2 separate regions of the Mus musculus genome follow, and region 2 is linked to region 1. The links are chromatin contacts, called in public HiChIP or PLAC-seq maps. All regions are on one chromosome and are shown on one strand. Each heading gives the region's core, a stretch centred on a gene start, on an enhancer-like site or on the middle of the called end of the contact. The rest is flanking DNA. Distances are from core to core; before and after follow the strand shown. Region 1 has its middle 18 kb from the start of 4930572O13Rik. Region 2 overlaps Zmiz1os1 (a long non-coding RNA gene).

Region 1 (2,700 bases), core at 49-2,548:
ATTTCAGGGAGGTTCCACAGAGGAAGATGCTGAGTTTCAGAGAAATTCGGAAGGATGTGGTGGAGCCGAGGTTGGATGCCAGACAAACACATCTTGCAGATCACACTTCACGCTTGAGTGGTGATGAAATTGCTAGGCTGAAAACCACTGATCCACTCAAACACTGGGAGACAATATTCTTGAAAAACATGGCCCCCCTCAAACACTAGGAGACAATACTCCTTAACTCTTGGGGTGCAAGCAAGCTCAAAGCCTGCTCCTTGGGTGTTGAGCCCAATGATGACCCCGACCTTCCTTTGTAGGGCTGTGGGTGTGATACCCACATCCTCCAGTGGAGAATGCCCACATGGGGCTTCAGAGCCTTCCTAGCTGTGAAGGGTTTGATGTGAGTGTCGGGTGAGTGTGTGCATAAAAAGAAGGCAGTAGACCAAGCTGTGTCAGCACAGCCAGGATAAAAGAGGTTGGACCAGTGTCTGGCAATATCCAAGGACATGGTCTCCAAAAGATGCTCTCAGGAACAGAGAGTGCTACCTAACTCTACCATGGCCTATGCCCCTCTGCCTCCAAAGCTTCCTCCATTAAACATGGACTTTAGTTCAAAGATCAAGTACAATATAAACAATCTGGTGGTTGTGGGATCCTGTCTGCCACCCTGAATTAATATACAGTCATATTGAGCTTATAAAGGGTACAGAAGGGCAGCCTATGCTTCACAGTCAGAGACTTTTCCAAGCTTCAGTTCTGCTTCTTCCAGGAAGCCCTCAAATGTCTCCATGCAGGGCTGATGTGATGCCTTGGCCTCCCCGGGCCTCTTTGGTTTCAACTCTCAGTGACCTCCCTCAGGCTCGGTCTTATGATCATTTATTTATTATTCCATTTAAGGAAGCATCTGGGAAGCAGAGAAAGGGGCTGGGACATGAATGTCTGTGCCCAGCTCTCTCCTCCCCACTTTTATTCTAGAATGTGGAATGGTGCTATGAATGGGCTGCAGCAGTGTACAAGTCAGACAAGATGTCCCTGTAGATCATAAATGGCTCTGATATGCAGTGATGGGTCCTTTTGAGAAGACAGGAGGCAAAGGGGAAGGACTTGAGGGAAAAGATCAGTGAGGAGATCAGCTAAGGTGAACCAGGGGAGGGATGAACAGAAAGAGGGATGGACAAGGTGCCAAGGTTGACACGCAGCACAGTTATTCTCTGGTGTCTCTTAGCACCTTGTTCGTCTCTCCATGTAACCATGTAATCCTGTCATCACTAAGACCGGCCAGGTGCCCCACCCAGCTTGAGAGTGAAGGCTCTTTGTCAAAGCACAATAACCCAACAGAGTTACCTCCAAGCCATGAGTATTGCCCTGGGTATATTAGTCACCTATTTGTCACTGTGACCAAAATGTTGGTACAGCTATTTTAGTGTGTGTGTGTGTGTGTGTGTGTGTGTGTGTGTGTGTGTGTTTGCTGTATTTTTGGCTAAGGTTTCAGAGGGTTCTCTCCATCATGATGGGAGAGTGTGGAGATGTAGAACAGCTCACATCATGGGGGCTAAGAACAAAGAGAATCTCTGTACTTGGAGCTCCCATCTCTCCCTCTCTATCCCATAAGGAGTGGTATGGTCCGAATTCCAGTGGATCTTACCTATAGCCAGTTAATCCTTTCTGAAAATATCTTCAGACATCCCAAAGGTCTGTTTCTGTGTTCTAGGAGTCTCTAACTGTAGCCAGATTGACAATGGAGGTAAACCACTGTAGCCTGTCTTTAACCTAGACCACAGTTACCGATCAGGAGGGTTGCTCAGCATCTGTCTAGTTGGGTCAGCCAAGTGGGGAGACTATTCTAAGCCTATTTGCTGTGTGGCAATCCCAGATGCTCTTCTGCCCCACAAGGACAGCTATGCTTGGCTTCTGGATCCCAGATCCCCTCAAAGCTCATGGGACAGGTAAGTGTGCATGTGCTTAGCCAGCCTGTGAGAGCCCACAGATGAACAGATGAGGAGAGCCATATTCTTTCTATCTTCTCCAGCACAGTGTATTGAACTGGGGCTTTAGCCCACAACCCTTGGGGGATTGTGACAAACACTGACTTAGTAATAGTCTCCTCCTTCTTTCTCAGAGAGGAAAAGCAAGGCTCTGGGGTGTTCTGGGAGGGCATAACTGATGTGCCTCGACTTTGGATGTCTTCCTGGGTGACAGAAACAGAATGTGAAGATGCAATCTTGAACAGGACAGGAACTCTACTCTTACCTTGGTGCTCTTACTGAGCAGGTCCCTGTGGTCACTAAGAAGATGATGACTTTGTGGTTTGCCACCAATGAATGTATTCTGTCTGGAGGATTGGAGCAGACATCACAGTTGGATGGTAGCACATGTCCTTGGAAGGAGGAATTGAGTTCTGTATAATCAAAAAAGGCAATGGGGATTACTCTCCTCTCCTAAGGAAAGCCGTGGGTGAGTATTCAATCTGAAATGTGGACGTGTGACATTACTACCTTTGCTATGAGTTAGTCTACGGTTATGACAAGTGCCGAGTCCATACTTTCCACTGATTCCATTCACTTTCCGTAAGAGTGAACATTTCAGAGGCAAGAAGGAGGTGATCCTTCCCCTCCACGCTGGTCATTGCTGGAAAGACGGGCTCACCCATGAGGGCCACTCTGGAAGCTCCATTCTCTCTATGGTGGAAGGTGACTTTCATTCTTTTCTATTTGC
Region 2 (2,700 bases), core at 157-2,656, 210 kb before region 1:
GCTATCTCCAAGCCCACAACTAAGGCTGTGTTCTGTCTAGGTTTCTGGGTTATGGTCCTTCATACCCACCCCCTCCCCTGGCTCAATCTGTGCCTACCCTTTTCATTTTCTGATCCCACGGGCCTGACTTACCTTCGCCTGTTTGGGCCTCACTTTCATGCATCAAGTGGGACAAAGAACATTGGGAGCTCGGTAGCATTTGGAGGATCTGGTAGACTAACCAGTACCCATTACACATTAGTTTTTGAAAGCCTGTCAGTTAGATGTTCCTGACAGAATGCAGAATCCTTTCTCTGGGGTGTAAGAGACCTACAGATACTGATCCGAGGAGATGCCCATGCATAGAAGTTTATGGAAAATGTTGGGAGTGCAACTCTAGGGGGTGTTTATGAGCATGTATTGCTCCTTGGGACTGTAATGCATGCTTTAGGGGGCAGCTGGCCACTAGCTCCACCCAGTGCTCGGAGGATGCAGCGTCTGCAGCCACCAGTTTGCTCTGCAAGGATGTGGCTAGCTGGATATCACAAACCAGCCACAAGAGTCCAGTTGTCCTAAGGAGGTCAAGGGCCTCAAAGAGCCTTTGCTTTGGACCCCGTACTGTTCACATAATGGCCTCAATGCTCAAGTACTGGCCTGGGAGAATTCCTGCCTGTCCACTTATGCACGCATGTACATATGTATGCACACCATTCATACGCTTATGGGAACAGAACTGCAGACTGATTTATTTACTAGCACGGACAATCTGAGTGTCTTCCAGCTTGTCCTTTGTTCAGTGTCAGAATATGATGCCAGGTAATGCCCAGAAAGAATCTTCTATTTAGTTTCTGCTGCCTTTCAGCCATCCCCATTTTACTGGCTAGAGAACGGAGGTAAGAAGGGATAAGTGCTTTGCCTTAGGATCCAAAGCAAGGAAGTGACAGAGCCAGTAGCAACAAGAAAGGTACCAGGGTGTCCTGACCAGTGTTGGGGCTCCTCTGGGAGGTGGTGTCTGCCCCACTGGAGAGTGTGATTTAAGCATCTTCTCCACTCAGCACTCCCATTTTGCAGATTGGAAGAGTGACTGTGCTCACATCTGGTAAGCTCTGAGCAGGGGCTGTGGTTTCAGCCCACACAGCTGGGAAATTCCAGGCCTGAGGCTGCTGCTGGGTGCACAAGGTTCATTTAGAATCCAAATGAAAAATAATGATACTAAAAAGGAGCTTGACAAACACGGTTGCATACAGAAGCCTGGGGGCCGGCCATTTCCTGAGACTGCTCTTCAGGGCTGCCTGCCTGCCCAAGGCCTTGCCCACTGCTGGGGATCCTTGGCCAGCCAGCCGATGGCCCTGGCAGAGCCTCTAACTGAGCCCTACCCCCAGTCCTGCTGACACAGGCATCCTGGTCCCTTACCTCCCAGCCCTCCCTTGCCTGCTGGCAGGCTGTGGTAACAAGATGCCCTTTGTGTGTGTGTTGGGGGAAGGGGGCAGTGGGCAGCTCCTATGCTGCTTCTTGCTTCTGAGTCACAGCTCCTGCCAGCTCTGGGGACAGAGAGTTGCAGGTGACTGGCCAGGCGGCAAGAAGCCCAAGACCTTGGAGATGACCTCAGACAACCCCTTCCTCAAACAGTGGGGAAAGTGAGGCTGAGAAGGGGGAAGGGAGTGTCCTCTAGGCACTTGTTAAGGGGGAACATACTTCTGTAGCCAGGGGCTTCCACACTTGCAGGGACTTAGTAATATCCTTTGTTCACCAGAATAGCTACTGTGTCCAGGGACACATATGTACAAGCTCACACATGTGCATGTGAGCACATGTTCATAAGCATGTGATTGAATGAACTTGTGTCAGTATTCATGTTTCCCTAAGGTCCCCACACTTCCTCCAAGACTTTAAGGCCTGGCCTCAGGGACATTTGTCTATTCTGTCTGATGCAGAGGTGACCTAGGCTTGTCCTTACCCACTGCTTAAACATTTCCACCAAGGCAGCTGTGTGTCTGTGATGGGCAGTTCACTTCTTGACACGTCACGCCTGAGCCCGAGGTGATATGTCTCAGCTCCCTGACGTAGTGCAGTATGGGACTCACAGTGGCTTTAGACAGATGATATTTCTGAGGACACTGGCTCCAGAGCCAGGCTGCCAGGCTGACTTCTGGCTTCCTCATTTCCTGGTGTATGACTTAGGATCTTTACATCTTCTCCGGGTCTCCATTTCCTCATCTGTAAAGTGGAGACCTCAACAGACTTGCCTCTCAGGGTTGTTTTTTTTACACATTACAGGGATTGGTTTTTACCCATGAAGCTCTGAGAACTCCTAGCTGTCTCTGGCAGGCCCTTAAGGAGTATTAGAGTCTATTATTAGTGCTTTTCCTGAGCCCACGCAACCCCAAGGGAGATGCAGAGGTCTGGAGCTGACTTGGATTCACAGCCTGGTTGTAAGACTGAGGAGAGGACAGGTTTTTTTTGGTCTGCTGACAGATCAGCAACAGAAATGGCAGAGGCTTTTCTTGGGAGGACATGACTGTTCTGGGCTATGGCCTCCTGAATGTGGCCACTCTGAACTGTAGCTTCCAAATTTCAGCATCTCTGATGTCCCATGGGCCTCCCAGACACAGCAATAGCTAGGCTTCAGGAGGGAAGACAGTGAGGCCCCTGGCTAGAATGGGGGCTTTGGTGGCTTTGGCTGGCAGTACATTCTCTCTCGCTGCTGCTGTGATGCCTTAC

What was found. HiChIP or PLAC-seq counts read pairs in DNA pulled down with a chosen protein or histone mark.
Region 2: an HNF4G HiChIP or PLAC-seq map of pancreatic cancer cells shows a contact between it and region 1. The contact joins two enhancer-like sites. A contact is called at or near these places in 12 of 115 datasets of contacts at active chromatin or transcription factors (the 230-238 cell line, CD8 T cells, T-cell acute lymphoblastic leukemia and 8 more).

The regions. Positions count from the first base shown.
Region 1 is chr14:25,159,504-25,162,203 of GRCm38.p6, reverse strand. No RefSeq gene overlaps it. Among named protein-coding and RNA genes, the nearest start is that of 4930572O13Rik, 18 kb to the right of the region's middle. Within about 2 kb of position 1,298, at least 19 of the 459 cell types and tissues checked have an H3K27ac peak or open chromatin away from gene starts, as enhancers often do. A contact at or near this core is called in CD8 T cells and pancreatic cancer cells, where this site is marked.
Region 2 is chr14:25,370,522-25,373,221 of GRCm38.p6, reverse strand. The region is part of intron 1 of Zmiz1os1 (a long non-coding RNA gene); the gene reads left to right. Among named protein-coding and RNA genes, the nearest start is that of Gm41113, 7.4 kb to the left of the region's middle. Within about 2 kb of position 1,406, at least 161 of the 459 cell types and tissues checked have an H3K27ac peak or open chromatin away from gene starts, as enhancers often do. A contact at or near this core is called in CD8 T cells and pancreatic cancer cells, where this site is marked.